2 separate regions of the Mus musculus genome follow, and region 2 is linked to region 1. The links are chromatin contacts, called in public promoter capture Hi-C maps. All regions are on one chromosome and are shown on one strand. The core of a region is the stretch at or near the end of the contact, and the rest is flanking DNA. Distances in the headings are between cores, read along the strand shown.

Evidence for each region. Promoter capture Hi-C pulls out the DNA fragments that hold promoters and counts their contacts.
Region 2: a promoter capture Hi-C map of liver shows a contact between it and region 1, with 2.0 times the contacts expected there. The contact joins the promoter of Myb here to the enhancer-like site in region 1. A contact is called at or near these places in 7 of 39 promoter capture datasets (the 3T3-L1 cell line, the SN4741 cell line, cranial neural crest and 3 more).

The regions. Positions count from the first base shown.
Region 1 is chr10:20,734,665-20,740,746 of GRCm38.p6, forward strand. No RefSeq gene overlaps it. Among named protein-coding and RNA genes, the nearest start is that of Gm33510, 100 kb to the right of the region's middle. Within about 2 kb of position 2,642, at least 38 of the 459 cell types and tissues checked have an H3K27ac peak or open chromatin away from gene starts, as enhancers often do.
Region 2 is chr10:21,157,975-21,164,056 of GRCm38.p6, forward strand. It overlaps Myb (myeloblastosis oncogene), which reads right to left and starts at 3,010. Exons shown (of 16, transcript NM_001198914.1): 1 at 2,722-3,010. The coding sequence starts at 2,744.

The sequences.
Region 1 (6,082 bases), core at 1,392-3,891:
GAATTTGTTTATGATACTTAGACAATATTATTGTGTATATGAATACATATGTGTGTATTTGTGTTTACATATTATATGTATATTACATGTGTGTGCATGTGTGTGTCTGTGTTTGTGTGTGTGTGTGTGTGTGTGTTGTTTTCAACAAAAAATAAGTTTGTTGCTTGAAGGATATTTGGTATTTACTTAAAAATGTTCAATGTTCTTATTTTTCTAGAGTCACTACAACAACTCCACAAGATAGCAGCAGCATTACCTCCTTTTATAGATGAGCAGATAGTCCAGAGAGACCCCTAAGCTCTCCCAAACTGCCCAGGTTAGAGCTGAGATTTCAACTTGCCTGCTGCCTTTTCCACACATGATAGTGATAGCCCTTTATTCAATACATCAGGTCTAACAGTAGTTAAAACTCTAGATGCCTGAAAAAAAACTCTTCCTAATTTATTATTTATCAGACACTCACTATATCCTCCATGCATGTGGGATACAAACAGAGCATAAGGAAAATAAGCGACCTGGACCAAGACATCAGTGCTGTAGTTTGAATGTGTCCACTTTAAAATTCAGGCATTATCAGGGTGATAGCAGTAGGAGGTGGGTATTTAAAAATAGGCAGACCAAGAGGGCTTTTGACCTAAAGCTCATGTAAAAGAAGCTTTCATTGGTGTTCTGGGAGCCCACTTTTCTACACTCTGTGATGTGGGGTGGAAACATTTGGAAGCAGAGAGCAACGCTTATCAAATGAACAAACCAATCAGTGTCTTCATCTTGCCAGCCTAGGAATTACAAAACAAGAAATTTCTTCTATTTATAAATTAACCCATTTTCTTATAGTAGTACAAACGGACTTATTATATTATATTATATTATATTATATTATATTATATTATATTATATTATATGAACTCAGATAAGTTCTATGTGTAGGAGAAAGTGCAAAGATAATTGAAGCAATTCAATTATTGTCTGAAGTACTCAAAAATCATGTCCCGCAACTAATGATGACTTTCTCACATCAACATCAATTAACTTTAGCATTAAAATAAGATCTTCAGGAGCAGCCATCCCTAAGGTTCTTTTTTTTTCCTGAGGCTAAAATATTTTAAATAAATGAATAACATTTTGAGAAACTTTGATAACAAAGCTTGGTAGACATGCAGGCTCTGGTTAACACCAGAAATAGAGAGAGGTTGGTGTTTATTGGCTTTCTTCTCACTTGGAATTGAGGGATAATCAGGACCACTGAGTTTGGAAGAATGGTGTCCTCTTGGCTACTTGCTCAGTCCTGCTCTAGATTAGTATAGACATGTAAACATGAAGGATGAGTGCACACTCTTAAGCATGTTTTGATGGTCTGTCAAGGGAGGAGGATGCTGTCAGAGACTTTAGGCTTCCAAGTTATTTCTTATTGCAGGAGAGAGGCAGTCAGCTAAACCCACACAGCTTCTGGGGGTATTTCTACCTTGGTTCTTTCTCTGCTCTGTTCCCAAGGCCAGCACAGAGAACGGAGGAGTGAGATGCCTTGCTCCTTTCCTTCCCAGCAGGCTGCGCAGTTCCTGCTGGTGAGGTGGCTCTTCTCAAAAGCTTATCACAAAGTGAGCACACAGTCTACAACTGTTACCCTCTGGGTTCTAGGTCACCGGTCACTCAGATAATGGGGGTAGGAAAGGCCTCCCAAAAGAAACAGTTCTTAGTCTGTGCCTGGGGACCAAACAAAGTAGAAAGAAAATTAGTTCCAGACCTTTAGAGGGCCACCAGTTCAGAAGGCAATGTGCCAAGTTTCTAATTGTCGGGGTCCTGTCGACCTTTAAGGGTGCCCACAAGGAAGACATTGTTCTAAATCAGACCTAGCACCAGAAAAGAGAGTACAGGGCAGAGCGGTGCCTGTGGGCAGACTTTCTCCACTGTCTAAATTGCTGTTTCTTCCTTGGTTTGGGATCCTCTCAGTCCTGTCAAGCAGAAGTCGTCACCTCTTATGAAATGCGTAATTCCCAGCGACATTGCACTATATTTTCCCTACCAGTGGGAATCATTGCAGGAGCACTATTTAAGAGAGGACTAGGAAGATGGCTCAGCAGATAAGGTGGCTTGTTTTCTAAGCACAGGGACCTGAGTTTGATCCCTAGAATCAAGTTTTTAAAAAAAGAAAAAGAAACACCAGCGCCCCCCCCCCACCCAGTGTATTGGCCCACTTGCCTTTAATCCTAGTGCTTGAGAAGGAGGGGTGGGGGTGGGGAGTGGGGTGAAGTTAGGTGGGTCCCTGGTGCTCTCTGTCCCTAAGTAAGTTACTTGGTGAGGTTCAGGCCATTGAGAGATGGAGTCTCAAAAAAAGTGGATGGCACCGTGCATGCATACACACCGAGGGATACGAGCATTCACAAATCTAGGGAGAGACAGGGAGAGAGTTTAAACATTCAACGATCTGTTCTTAACTTCATTTTCTTTCAAGAAGCATGGATTCTGCAATCACAGGGGGAAAAAAAAGGAGAGTATAGAAGGAACGACTTAACTTTGCCATGTCACATAAAACCATTATTATGAGTCTAAGAATATTAAATATAATGCTTGTGGTTTGTTGAGTGCTGAGGGCAGTGATACAGCTGAATTGAGGATTTCCTGTGCTGTCTGGGACTGAGAATAAGGGCTCGTATTGTAGCCTTCTTTCCCTCATTTTCCCCTCCCCCAAAGCCCAACATGTCACTCAAACAAAATTAGTGTAATTAGGAAGTGACTAAAGGCAGTGAGGCCTTCCTGTCAGTTTTTTTCTAATGAGACTTAAGTGCCACCACAAAGCAAGCAGGTTTATCTGGTCACTGGAATTAATTGAGTGTTTTCGTTGCGGCTCTAAGGAACTTAAGTAATTGGAGACTCAGAGGGTTCTTCCGAGCAGGAGCATGGGCTTTACTTAAGAACCATCCATGTTTCCTCCCAAGCCTGGAGAAGAGGTGATTCCCAAAAATGCCTTTTGTTCCTCTCCTGACACGTGATCGTGATCTAGCCGTATTTCTCAACACAAAGCACCTGTCTCCTCCTTCAGTGCGCAGGAGTTGGCCATTGGTGCTCCTCAGCAGGGCAGCCTGCTGGGCCCTAGGAGGCTTCCCTCCCCTAAGTGCAGGACAGCCTCAAATGAGCAGGTCGCTAGGGAAAGGTCAGAGGCATCAACCAACCACAGTGTCAAACCCAGTCAGTCCCACAGTGACAGGCACACCAAACAACCTAGCTTCTGTGTTTGAATTCAATTTAAAAGCATTTTTAAAATTGTTTTTAAAAAAAAAAACAGTAAAGCATGTTTTCAAGTTGTTCTCCCCTCTTGGATTCAGTTTACATAAAGTACCTGTGCAGCTCTTTGGAAAATGGCTGTTATTATTATTTTTTTAAAACGTTACTCAGACAGTGTTCTTTTCTCAAGTCATCAACATTAAGCTTCTTTTCAAAACTTAAAATTCTCTCTCTCTTCTCTCTCCCTCTCTCATCCCCTCTCTGTTTTTCTCTCTTACTCTTAATAGATTTACTTCCTTGAAATATGGAGACATGGAAACAGTGGGGTGTATCTTCCAAACCTTGTGTGGCTAGCACTAATGCTAAAATAGTGTGTAAGGCAAGCTAGCCAGTTCACGAATATTTCCAATCTGTGGTGCCCACTGGCTCTTTCTCATTCATAAGAAATGGCCTTGAGGTCTTTGGAGGACAAATCAACAAGTAGGATTTGCACTCTTGCTTTTTGCAGGTCTTGAACTAAGTGTTCAGTCTAAGCTCCTTGTACCTATGACGGATTGCCCTGGCCAATGTAAGAAGAGGGAACTGGAGGCTGGGGGGTAAGAGGCTGTGAAGCTCTCACACATCACCCCAAACCCAAGCATGGATGGACACAAAGCTTGGACATCAGTCTCTGGCGGTGGCTCTTGTCTCATGCAGGAAGGAAGAGAGAGAAAACCGCCATGGCCATTGTGATGGTTTGTATATGCTTGCCTAGGGAGTGGCACTATTAGGAGGTGTGGCCTTGTTGGAGTAGGTGTGTCACTGTGGGCCTGGGCTTAAGACCCTTACCCTAGCTGCCTGGAAGTCAGTCTTCCACTAGCAGCCTTCAGATGAAGATGTAAAATTCAGCTCCTCCTGTACCATGCCTGCCTGGATGCTTCCATGTTCCTGCCTTGATGATACTGGACTGAACCTCTGAACCTGTAAGCCAGCCCCAATTAAATGCTGTCTTTTATAAGACTTGCCTTGGTCAAGGTGTCTGTTCACATCAGTAAAACCCTAACTAACATAGCCATTCTGTATGCATTTGCTACAGAAGGTCCCCTCTGAGAGGACTAAGCTAAATGCTGTGCTTGGTCACCAGAGCGCTCTGGCCCAGTCCCGCTGGAACATTGTAGATCTGCTGTAACCTATTCTCATGTAACCTGGGTGCTGAAATCCTTCCTGCTTTTCCTTGTACTTCAAAGTTTCACCCAGGCAACATCTAAATAGACCCAACCGAGAAGGTTGCAGAGTGTGCTCTTTCCTGCATCTGATTGTTTCAGTCTACTGCTCCACAATCTTTATAATCATCTCTAAGTCTTACATCATAACGTGAATGGCTAATCTTAGGCTACTTCCCTGATAAACTAGCATGCATCCTGCTTGATCTTTCAGAGAAAGAGAAGTAGGTCAGCTCTGTTATGCTTCTGACCCAAGGTAGCTTAATAGAGATTTAAATCTGCCTTTTTTTTTTTTTTAAAGGCTGTTGATTATGGCTGTCTTCTTTAGCTCTGTATATACAACAAGAGTTCCCTGTGTTGCTGTTCAATGAGAATTCCATAAAGACTTGTTGCATGAATGAATGAGAATGTAGCAGGTAGCAGGTAAGCTACTGGTATGATGTCATGTTCTAGAAACATGACCAGAGAATTTTGTGAATAGATATGTATGAATAACTGTGCAAATTTCATTTTTCTCCTCAGAAGATGAAGAATTGTCAGTTATGCCATTTTAATTTTCTAAAACAGATCAGGACAAGAACAATTTCTATACTTTGATGGAGCTGTACAAAAGATAGCCTTTGCTATTGGGGTACATATTCTCATTTGCTTTTATACAATTCCATCTTCATGTGTTTCTTCATGCTGTCAGTCATGGTACATTTTCCTGAAAACAAAACACATCCCAAGGTGTAGTCACTGAAATTCTGGAGGGCTCTCAAGAGGCATCCTGAACTCCTGGTGTGTGGATGGCTTCACAGCTCTTACACAGCTTCCAAGTTCCTCCAGCCCTAATTTGTCCTGGTCACTTTCTGTTTGTTTTTGTGCAGAATGTTTTCATAACCAGGTCCTGTAACTCATGTCAGCGAAGAGTCAAAAATATCCTCTCTGTGCTGTGTGCCAAGGAGGTGGCAACCACACAAAGACAAAATAGAGGACTTCTCTTGACCTTTAACGCAGTAGACTCAAGGCAGATTGCCTGTAGGGTAGCTGAAGATTTTGCAAGACAATACCATTTCACATAGGAAAAGTGCCGTTTTCTGAAACCTTGCATATGATAGTAAAAAGAGAATAAATATCACCTGGGACTTCGGTTTTGCTTCTGGCTGCTCCTGGTCATTTATGTACAGTGAAAACAACACTGGCAAAAATGGAGGCACAACTACGTTTTGAGAAATAAACTATAGTGTGTGTGTGTGCGCACACCATAACACATAATTGCTGTATGGGAAAGGCAAACTCTATAGGGAAGGTTTTACATGTTCAGCCTGTACCTTTCCTTCCTACCACCCAGCTACATTGATCCCCTAGTCGCCGCCATACTTTGGCAATGTTTTTATGACATTCACCCATCAGTCAGGCCAGTAAAATAACTAGTCAAATCAGCCATTGATTTACTAAATTCAACAATTTGTGTATATGTGTGTCTGTTGTATGTACTATGCATGCTAGTATGGACACATGCTACCATACATGTACCTGTGTGGAAGTTAGTGAGGAATCGGGTGTCTTCCTCCACCGCTCTCAGACATAAAGTCTCTGTATCCCTGAGCCAGAATTTGCCATTTTGGCTGGACTAGCTGGCCAGCAGTCTCTTAGGGTCTAGGGCTGCAGACTCACAC
Region 2 (6,082 bases), core at 1,760-4,259, 420 kb after region 1:
ACTGCAAACCAGCCTCTTTGGGTGACAATTCCCTTTTGTTAAGGAACTTGGAAAGCTCTCAGGATGAAACATCCCTTTGTGAAGTATCAGGGATACCAAGAAAGCCAACGGGACCTGAGAGTGGAGCCACCGATTTAACTCTCATTAGATTCGCCTGTTAGGCTTGTCCAGATCTGGAGGTGTCACTTTCAGCATTGTGGACATTTTCCAAGCAAATTTTCCTCTGGTCAAAACTTAATCTAAAAACAAGCATCACCCTCAGTCGCCCACAGGGGGCAGTCAATAGTCAGGTGAGGGAGAACTGGGATCACACAGGACCAGGGGGTCTAGGAGCAAAGTTCTAACAGCCCTAGTTGTCCACGCACCTAGTCGTTTGATTTGGACAAACCCCCCTCCCTCTCGTGGATCCCATCTTACACACTAGGGAGGGGATTCTATGTTTAAGGTACTTTCCAGAGGCATGCCTCTACTGTCTTCTGTGCCTCTTAAAAAGCAAGCCCTGGGCAGATGTGCAAAGCCAAAGTCTTGGGGTGAAATGTGGCGTGTGACTCTTGCAGATCTTGAAAGGCTGTGAGAGGGAGCTGGGCGAGTCCAGGATTCTGTCAGCTTTGACAAGGGGCTTGCCTCTGAGCTCTGCATGCCATTTCCTTGCTCTAAAATGACCTGGTCGCCTCGGTAGCATGATTAATTTCGACAAAGGACCCGAAATAACTTTTCCTTTATCTGCTCCGACAAGATCTCAGACCCAACAGTCAAAGGACTTTCAAAGGCTGATTTCAAGCTAGATGCTCTCGACTGCTCCACCTGCGAGAGCCGGTGTGGTTACAAGAGTACAACTATGAATGTTACATTCTATCAAGGAAACAAACCGTGCAAAGAAACGAAAAAGAACACTGGGGGGTTGGGAAGAGGGAGGGGGACCGGAGGAAGTGCCTGTGGCCGCTACGTGATTCTAGAAAAGGGGTTCAGAGTCATTTCGCTGACCTGGTTAATAATCCCTGCCGAGTTGACGCTAGCCCTGCAAGAAACGGCTCCGAGCCCGCAGCCGGGTTTCTCTTCCCCCTGAGTCAAGTTCAAGGCTCCCGCCCCTCCCTGCCGCCTCCGCTCCGGGCTACCTGCGAGCCCCAGGGAACCTGCGCGGCCACGCCCCGACTGAACCTTGGGGCGGCCAGCTTGGGCCGCACCTCCTGGGAGCACCCCTTCCTAACTCCCTCCTCCTGCTGCAGGTTTCAGCTTTCTGCAGAACAGGTGACCTGGGTGCGGGCGGTTTAGGTCCCAAAAGCGAAAGGCGAAACCTCTTAAAGGGTGGCACTTAGGCTGGCGCGGCAGGCCCGGGGCCAGGCACTGGGAGCCAAGATTCAAGGTCTCCCCAATTCACCCCCTTCTTGTTCCGATGCCCAGCGGTTGCCGCTCCCCGCCTGGCCCATCCCGAGGGTGCGCGGCAGGGCCCACGCCCACGCTCCTGCAACTTCCCAGAGCCCGCGCCCTGCATGGCCAGGTCCTGATGGCTCCCCCCCCCCCCCAAAAAAAAAGAAAGAAAGAAAGAAAGAAAGAAAGAAAGAAAGAAAGAAAGAAAGGAAAGAAAGAGAGAGAACAGATTGTTTAGCGAAAATCAAACCACGAGTGGAAAGGCGGGCGCGGATAGACTGTGTCTCCGCGGACTCCCCCCCCCCCCCCCGAATCTTCCTTAGGGTCGGTCGGTCGGTGGCTTTGCCAGAGGCGGGCCACCAAAAGCAGCTGGAGCAGAGTGCTGGGAGCAGCGGCGACCTCAGCTGCTTCCACGTGTGCGCGGCCCAGGAGAAGAGCGGCGACATCGCCCGGGGTGCACTGCAGCTGCCTTGGGTGCCGCCTGCCTCCAGCACTTTGCGCCGAGTGGCGACCGCCACCGAGCTAAGCCCCGCATCTGTTGCTCTCTGGGAGCCCCGGCGTGTCCTCGGGAAACCCCGAGTCGGGCCGGACTTGAGCGCCAGCAACTGACAGTTCCGAGAGGATCCCTCTTCCCGAAGGTGGGGCCAAAATGGAAAGAGAGTGCACGCATCATCTCGGCCGGTGCGGTGACATGTGCGACGCGGGCGCGTGCAGTGTTTGCAAAAGCTTCTTCCATAACAAGTACAAGAATCTTCAAACGGCTGGGTTTAAAACAATCTGCAAACCCATTTTGTCCCCCTAAAATCTTTGCAGCTGCCTGCCTGTCAGCTGACACCTCTCTCGCCTCCATAATGAATGAATGAAATTTAAATGAACTACCTGCAGCTACTAAACAACCCGGCCTTTCCCTATATCTGCCATATGCTCTTCAAGTGCAAACACACCTCAATGCATGCAGCAATTAGGCTGCGACTCCCTCGCCGACACTCGGGGCATCAAGCCAAACACCTGGTGGGCTCCTCGGGTCTGATGGAACCGTTCAGTCCTCGGCTGAAGAGTGCCGAGCCCCCCCCCCACCCCACCCCCCAAAGAGAAACGAATCCCCGAGCAACTTGCAAAAAGAAAAAGAAAAAAGAAAGAAAAAGGGAAATAAAATAAAAAAGAGCCTCAGGGCATGCTTCCCACTATACCCGTGCGCTTCTCGCAGAGTTTTCCATTCATCCTTCTCCCGAGTGTCTTCTGCCACTGGCTGACAGCCCCGCAAACCAACAGGGAAGGCATTCCCACCTGCTCCGGGATGCCTGGATCCCCGCGCGCCCTAGCCCGAGGCCGCCCTCTCAGCCTCCCCATTACCTGTGTCGGGGTCTCCGGGCCATGGCGAGGCGGGCCGGGGCTCCGCCAAGAGCCCCGGGGACCGCACCGGTTGCCGCCTCCCGCTGCCCTCCGCCTTGCCTGCGTCCTCCCCCGGCTGCGCAGCGGCGCTCCGCACCGCCGGGGCGAAGTTTCTCCGGAGAAAGGGGAGGAGAAGGAGGTCACCGAGGAGGAGGAGGAGAAGGAGGAGAAGGAGGAGGAGGAAACAGGTTGATATTAAAGTGTAACTCTGTAAACAGATGCCATCAAACAAAGAGGTTTGGACACTCCCCCTCCCGCCAAATCTGGCGCCCCTGCAGTGCGCACGCGCCCTGCCCGCCGCCTCCGCGGTCGCCCGAGCTGCAGCCCGCCTGGCCGCCGCTCCCATTCGCCTCTCGCGCCGCGGAGCTGCTCCTGGCGCGCAGCGCGGCCGGGACGGCGGGCGGGCGGGGAGCCCGGGCTGGGGAGGGGCGGCCGGGGCCGCGGTGGCGCCTTTTCCTGCGCAAACCCCGCTCCGTGGCCGGGTGGCGCCGGCTCACACCGGGTCCCGCTGTTACCGCTTTCGGGGCTACGCGGTCGCTCCTCTCCGTAGGCTCCGGGGCTCCCGAGCCCGAATCAGCAGCGCTTCCATTCAAGGGCACCTCGATGGGGTTGGGTGACACACTTCTGCCTTCAGGGTTTCAACTGCGCCCCGACTTCAACACACCCGGGAGCAGAGAGTGTGAGGGATGATCGGTTGAATAGAGTGAGCGTACTTCCCCAACCCCCAACGATTTTTGACTAGGTCCAGTTTTTCATGTTTTAATTTTAAAGGGACATCTTTAATTCACTGGTAAGCGACAAAGGATACTTAAATACAGTCAGCCCTGTGGCTACAGCCTTTGACAGATCGAGCCCCGGGCTCATTTTTCAATCTCCTCCCAGATCCTGCAGCCCACACACCACCGGCTTTTTGTCATAAGCCCTTCCTCCCTCACTTAGACACACGCCGGGCCCACCCACCCTAGGAGGTGCCTACCACGCACTTCTGCCTCTGCAGAGTGCGCTCGGGTCCTGGGTCCTGCGTCAAACACTTGCTGGACAAACCTACTGGATCCCAAACAAACAACCCCTAGCAGTTCTCAGGAACTTGTGCACTCCTGATTCATTTTTTTTTTAAACCAAACCCATACCACTGGTTCTCAACCTGTGGGTCCCGACCCACTTGGGATTGCTCGACTGTTATCTTGTACGTTTGATATATATCTGATCTCTACATTATGATTCATAAGTAGCAAGATTACAGTTATAAAATACTGATGAAAATAATTTTATGTTTGGGGCCACCACATGAGAAACTTGTATTAAAGGGTCGCAGCTGAGACCCTTTAAAGGAAGGCTGAGAACCATTGAGCTAAACAGTAAGGACCCTGTTGGGTGTAATTTGAAGAGTTTACCAGCCACAAGTCAGCGAAGGTATCCCTGTAACTTTAACTACAGGTTCCCAAAGGAGCGATGTGCAAAGTGCTGAATTTATAAGGATTGGTGATTGGGGGATTTCAGGGGACTTTCAGTGTTACTTCTGTTTATAAATCAGTACCCTTGGGGATTTTTCTTTTCATTCTCAATACACACCAATTTATTTTGCCTTTAATCTTTTAGGAGTTCAAGACTTGTGCTGACTGGGTGTGTGAGTGTCCCAAGTGCTTTAGGGGTTCAAACATAGCTCAGAAAGCTTTTTTTTTCTTACTAAAAAAGCATGTTCTTACTGAAATGAGTCATAATTTTATTAAATTGTTGAAGCAAGCTGAGTTTCAAGACTTTATCTGGTGTTTGAAACGATGCTTCTTAAAATTAGCTATATCGTTTAATCTTTATGAAGACATTTCAGAGCATGCTCCTAAGGGTTTACAACAGTTTCTTTAAAATAAGAAGAAAGCAGAAAGTTACTGTGACACACTGCTGCATGGTTACAAGTCTCTTGCAACTTAATACACATTTGAAGCCAATACTTATGTGTAGAGTCTGTAATGAACTTTCTGTGCACTAACAATAAGTACTTACCAAGTCTATGACAAACATCTAGGAAGGACTCACCTCTCAAGGGACAGCAGTCTGTCTGGGTGTTACTCTGTGCATCTAAATGGAAGGGTTTCCATTCCTGAGCCTCTTGAATCCTTGCTAAGATGATTGATCTCACAGCCTCCTTCACAGAGTTCTGAAGAGGTACAGTTATGTTTTATGATTCTTAAAAAAGAAAAGGAAGAACTTTTAAGTAGAAAAACACTTATCATTTCTTTAGTGGTTTTGTACATTGGTATGTACATGGCTTGGGAATTCATAATATTCTTATTTCTCCAAGTTATTTTGCTATACAGTCTTATATTCCCCCCTCGTATGTGTCAAAGTAATAAGTGTGGAGGACAGACATAATCTAATTTAAAAAAAAAAGTACAGCCCAGTCATTTTACTATCATTTGTGGTCTATTGCTAGCTTAAGCTACGGAAGAAAATAATTGTGTCACTATCAAAATTTCTGTCTGGGTGAAAACATATTTCTAAAGATATTTCAGAATGCATATTGTAGCTGTGTTCATACATTTCTCCTTCCACTCATAAGTTTGGCAAATGCATCTTAGATGACAACTCTATGTTTTATGTCACTCTCAGATTTTTGTTTGTTTGTTTTTCAAGACAGAGTTTCTCTGTGTAGCCCTGGCTGTCCTGGAACTCGCTCTGTAGACCAGGCTGGCCTGGAACTCAGAAATCCGCCTGCCTCTGCCTCCCGAGTGCTGGGATTAAAGGTGTGAGCCACCACTGCCCGGCTCACTCTCAGTTTTTATTTACTTATGTTTATAATTTCCTAAGTCAGGTATTTTCTCTGTGGCAGGATGCAATAGATGCAACTTTGGGTTGTAATGCACTGCACAGGGAAGAGAATGCTTCTGTAAAGGACGAGATCTTAAAAAGAAGTGTTTTATGGTTTGATGGCTATACTGTATATTTCTCCCTTATTCTGCTGTCTCCTCTTTCTCTCTAAGCTCTAATAATGTGCAACAAACAAAAACCTTAAACAAACAAACAAACAAACAAACACCCTGAATGTTTGCTGTCCACCTGCAGGCCATGCTGATCCGAAGTCCTGAATGTGCGTCAGAATCACCGAATCCACCCAGGAGAAATTCACGGCTTCCACTGCAGTGGGTTTGGGATGATACCAGATAATTCACATTTTTAACAAGTGTCCAATGCTGTCCCTGGGAGAAATCTCGGGACCACTTATGATGATCTTGGCTGTTTCCACAGGCTCATTTCTTCTTTGTTGGATTTCTTCCAGAGCCTTCCATGTTTCCTGGGCCCAGTGGTCCTGCTATCCACAGCTCAA